Regions from separate parts of the Drosophila melanogaster genome. Here region 2 is linked to region 1. Evidence: chromatin contacts called from public targeted proximity ligation data. All regions are on one chromosome and are shown on one strand. The core of a region is the stretch at or near the end of the contact, and the rest is flanking DNA. Distances in the headings are between cores, read along the strand shown.

The links.
Region 2: a targeted proximity ligation map of the Kc167 cell line shows a contact between it and region 1, with 4 times the contacts expected there.

What each region holds. Positions count from the first base shown.
Region 1 is chr3R:21,614,292-21,617,085 of dm6, reverse strand. lncRNA:CR44034 (long non-coding RNA:CR44034) reads left to right here and starts at 1,346. Exons shown (of 1, transcript NR_074041.1): 1 at 1,346-2,066. All of the region lies in intron 1 of InR (Insulin-like receptor), which reads left to right.
Region 2 is chr3R:22,627,457-22,630,250 of dm6, reverse strand. It overlaps lncRNA:CR43475 (long non-coding RNA:CR43475), which reads right to left and starts at 1,454. Exons shown (of 1, transcript NR_048466.1): 1 at 952-1,454. All of the region lies in intron 2 of loco (locomotion defects), which reads left to right. It also overlaps asRNA:CR43474.

The DNA of each region.
Region 1 (2,794 bases), core at 97-2,596:
AGGTTGGGTTAAAACAACAGGCAAAACCGAAGTAGAAAAAAAAAACACCAGAGAATTGCGCATTTTTGTATTAATCATGCTATATTTTTGACGAGGCCCGAAGAATGTTGGCCAATGTATTTGTATTTGTGCGTAATTTATTTATTTTTAAATCGAGTTTGCCTGCCTGCTCTCTGTGCATTTGTGTGTGTGTGTGTGTGTGTGCGAGCATAAGTGCGAGTGTGTGTGCGTGCTGCGACAAAAATAAGTCGCCGCAATAACAAATTGCTGAAATAGAACCAAAATAAAGCAGAAGAACAGAAGAGATCTATAGAGGATGAGGCAATGACGGAACCCGGGCCAAGTTTGTTGTTGTTGCGCCTGCTTTTGTTTCTCTGTATTTTTATTATTTTATTTTTGTGCATGTTATTTCTGATATTGGCTTTTTAATGGTGTGGCTAAAAACCGGAAATTGTTTGTCCGGCTATTGTTGATGACGTATGACCATCGAGTTGTTGGCGGCTTTGGCGCATAATTTGGCCACACTAATTAACAGTGCCGAAACGAACAACAAAAACACACATGCCGCCACCAACACGAATGCCTTTTAAAGCGAGAAAAAACAAAAAAAATGCTCTGACCACATGTCTAAACGTAGCTGCGCGCAGGCCAGAAAGAGAGGGCACGATTGCCGAAAGAGAGTGGCCGGTGATAAGCCTGTATGTGTGTGTGTGTGAGCCGAGCGAGACAAACAGACAGGTGTCATTGACCTTTTTCGCTGCGAAACAGCACACACACACACACATTCACACAGCCAAACAATTTTGTGTGCACTTTTTTCAGCTGCGTTTGCTTCTTTTCCCTCTCCACCCTCTGCCCCTTTCGCACTCTTGCCCTGCTGCCGCTGCTGCTTTTTCTCCTTTGTTGTTGCTGCTGCCTTCACTGCTTATGCTGTGAACTGCTTGGCCTTGAACTTAGACGCGCGTCTTCTAATCGCTCCACACTCCCTCCGCTGCCACGCCCACACATGCATGCACGCACTGCGATGTTGTTGTTTTTGTATTTATTAATGGGACCAGGAATGGAGACGATTCGACATAATTAGTATGATAATTGAACGAAATATGTGTTTCAATTCATTCGTTTTATACCTTCCATAGAATTAATTTTCAATTGGTTTTAAAACAAAATTATAGTTTTCTGGTGCAATAGTATTAAATTTTTCTACTAATTTATTTAAGCGACTAGTTCTCAAATACAAGTTACAAATATGTATGCATGTACATGACCGATCACCAAGGTGATTGGGATCTCTCCTTCTTTATTGTTATTATTGCACTGAACAAGCTGTGCGTTTTGGATCATGCCCAAATTGGTATTAATTACGCAAGCCGTGTAGCTGCCATTTGTTTTGCCATTGCGAAATGCAACGTATTTGCAGTGAGTCAACTTGTTTTCGCTGTACCAGCCGCACTTAATTGTGTTTTTATTTGCATTCAACTCGCGGAAAATCGAATGAATCGGAATTGATTGTTCCAAGAAGCGATGCGAGGGCAGCCACAGTGATTCACATGGGGACTCGCATCTCTTAACCGCTCAACCCGCCATCCATACGTCCATCCAACTAGCCATCCATCCATCCGCGGCGCAGACATAGCCACCCACCACCCATCACCCATCATTATAAGCAGCTGCTCCCGAATCTTATCATGGGAAGAGGGTCTAAGGTCCAAGCAAATAATACCCAGCCGCAACAGCCATGGCAATAACAATAGTGCTGGCGACAGCGGGAACAAAAGTAACGCATGGAGCCAGCCCCTCCACGCGCACACTTGGAGCCAACAACACATGACATGGTCGACGTTCGTCAGCCGGTCGTATGACGAGAGTCTCCCCCGATTTCACCTTCCCTTCGGAAGTCTGCAGTCGCCTACGCATGAACCTCGAACATACTTACAAGTGCGGCCATGATAATAGAGATCTGACACATAAATAGTTCTTAATAGTTGGAACTGGAAAGGAAATCGTCGGACAGCTTGGTAATTGTGGAAAATTGTGTGCAAATATTAAATATTGTCTTTGATTTCATTACTACTTGACTTTTTTGTTTTTGTTTCGTTTTTAAAAACTTTCGCTGATCCTTAAGCCAATGAGTCACTGCAGAATTTTAGTATTTTTTCCGCAGCTGTGCACACCCATTTATTTCTCAGTGTGTACAATTATGGTTTTCACTATGTGATTTAAAGAACAGCAATAAGAAATGTATTATAGGAAAACTTAAGTATAATAAACTGCTGGTGCGAATGGCAACTAAAGCTACAGGAAACTTAGGGGGTAAGCTGTTCGACGTGGGTGGGTGGTGGTCGTGGTGGTGGTGGTGGTGTGGTAGTGACGGGCGGTGGACAGGCGATGACGTGGTGTTTATATGGTTACGGGATCTTGTGATCATTTTGTATGGGACCGTCTTCTCGTGAAAGTGTTTATTCGGTATCTCATTCGGCGACACACACACACACACTCCCACACACAGACATCCGATGAGAATACACCCACAAGAATCAACAATTGGCCAATGGCAAGTTGTTTGTTTTGATATTTTGATTCCAGATTATGGGCAATCTCTGCGGATGGTGAGTAAGGATTAAGAGCTTATCAAACTAGTTGTCCGTGATTAGCCATGTTACTCGCATGGAACAAGGCACTGATAATTATATGTGGGAATACATTGTATGACTAATAAAGAACATATTTACGTAAGCTTATGTAGCGATTTATTTAATCTATTAAATTAGTTTTGTAACAGGTATGTTACGTA
Region 2 (2,794 bases), core at 205-2,704, 1.0 Mb before region 1:
GTGCCAGTGGCAGACGCAGTGCCTCACCGCAAATAACAATTGCACCGGAGACCGTGCAGGAGGAGAAAGTGTTGGTGAATCCATTGCCTAGGAAATGCGCAGAGGCAGAGGACCTGATGCCACCACCCATGGCCATGGCACGTGTCCAGGCGGAACGACGCAGTTGCCGCAGTGCCTCCCGCGTGCTGCAGTTCTTCAGTTCGGCCACCAAAAGACGGAGTGGCAACCGAAAACTCAGTGAGCCAGAGATGGAGGATAATCGCGCCGATTCCCCAGTGCTGATCAGAGTGACCAGGGATCGGGTGGAGGAGCAACTGGGCTGTAGTCCACTGGCTGCATCTGGCGGAGAAGTACCCACCAGCTCCGAGGACGAGGAGGAGCACGACGACGGCATCAGCTCGGCCAGCTCCAATCTCACTTCACAGTCGGGCAGCTCCAATAGCCGCAATCTCTCTCCGGACTCTTCCTTCGAGATGCACGCTCCACTCCTGCCCAGCTTCAAGGTCACGCCTCCACGGGCAGTTTGTCGTGTGGGAAAGAATGCCGCCTGCGAATTTGCTCGTTTCCTGCGCGGCTCCTTTCACTCCAAGCGCGCATCGGTGACCACGCTGCGCAGATCCCTCAGCGATCCGGATGCAGTGCAGCAGATGGACTTCAGCAAGCCGCCTCCGCTGCGCGACACCACCAACGTCATGCGAGTGAGTCACTTCTAGATTCCATTCACAACCCAAGTGGGATTAATCGCGCCTGGGAGTACACTCAACAATATTTACGAAATTATTAAAATCTATCATCTAAAGCGTCAATAATAAGACGGCAATGCAAGTAGTAGGTCAAGACTGAATAGATAATTAAAAATTTTAGAATACAAATTTAAAATGAAAATTAAAATACATTTTTATTTCACGAAAAACTAAATATGATTTAAATATTTTCAAACACATGCCCCCTAAAATTTGTTGAGTGTACTTCGCCAGCTGGCGCCAATGTGATTCGCCTCGTTTCGATTCGATTCGATTCCGTTCCGATATGATTTTAGTTCCAAATTTGTTTACGCCAAAAACTCTTCATAATTTTTTCACTGGAAGCTGTTTATTTACGCTCGAGTCGTCGTCAATCAATGGCCATTAATGCGTGTCCGTAAAATCCGTTGATGGTTGTCCGTATGGCGGCACCTGGCTTCCAGCGAATACCCCAGCCCAAGAATGATCCCCGAATGATCTTTGAACTCGTCAGCTTCGTGGTGTTTACCCTGCGTTGCATTCTAGATGTACGCCAAATTGGATTACGCCATTTAGTAATAGTTTATTGGTCCATATAAATTAGCTGTTTGTAATGCCACAAATCGATCAGCATTAAATTCTGCGCAAATTCAGGGTTCGGAATTAGGAAGAGAATTCGAGACGTAGAATCAATAGATGTGTAGATGCGATTTTATATTATAGTTCGTTTGATAATTTTTAATATACAGGTAATAATCTGAATTGTTCGTGTTTCGAAATGATTAGATTCACTTTTACTGCTTAGATTTCCCTTTTAGGAAGTACTTTTTCTATGTGTGTATGCAATGTATCACCTCAAGCGAAGATGTCACCCATTGGTATTAGATGGCCAACGATTGCCAGCCATAATGACTTTCTAATTATCACATTTGCATGGGCGTCGCGTGCCGCATTTCACTTTTCAATGGTGCTCATGGGTCATCACTTGGATCCTCGGTTGCCAAGTGGGAAAGTGGCCCACGCCGATATAAACCATTTCCATTGATCAATAAAGAAATTAAGTAAATATTCCCATCGCATTGCCCACACTTTGGGCCGCACAAAAGTAGTCGTTAATCGCCGTCTGTGGGCATTGTAAAAATTCCATTCACATATCCGTACGATTCCTGTACTTAAATTTTAAATACATATTGTATATGTATCTTCCGCCTGGAGTTTTCTGAACAGAACGCATATGACCCGCATTATCTTCCATAAAATTAACGCAAACAAAAAGAAGCAGGAAAAACAAGCAGCATGCCGGATATTTAATTTAATGTGCACAATTGTTCAAAAAAGCGATGCAGGCAAACCTACCGTAACTGGGAAATTGGAATCAATTGACAATGGAAAAAGACAGCAACTAACTTTCCAGAACTATCCAAAATTAACTTAGTTTCTTTGAAAATTTAAATGAATATCAGTTTCTGTAAAATTGAAAAATGTTCCTATAGAAGCTCCACTGTAATTCACAAATGTAAAACGATGTTTGTTGTTGCAATTGGGGATTTGGGAACGGAACAGATGGGATTGCCTGGAATTGGCTCATTTACGCACAAAAACGCAGATGGAAACCAGTGCGAAGTGCGTAAAATGGGGGAAATTATAGTTCCCTATATTTTTTTGCCCACTGGCCTTTAGCTAAACAAATCATAAATAACTGTGAAATTATAGACAAAAAACGCACACGCGGCGAAAAGGAAAAATAAAATAATTTTCCAGTGCTCACATGATCTGGAAATTGGACGCTGATGGGGGGTCGACTTCCACGCGTTCTTTTCAGAGCCCTCCTCACCTCCTTCGTTGATCTACACTTTTGTATATCTGCAAATTGCTTAATTTATCAACCAAATGCACAACAACAAAGCAGCGGCCGCCCGCATTCCAGTTGCCTTTGCTTGGCATTTTAATTATTCCAAATGTTGTCTGGGACTTTCTTTGTTTACACCACTGGAAGGATGGAATGGTGGAAGGGGGTGGGATCGGATCGCTTAATTTATTTGCCAGCGTGCTTTGACTATTTTTAGAGCAAT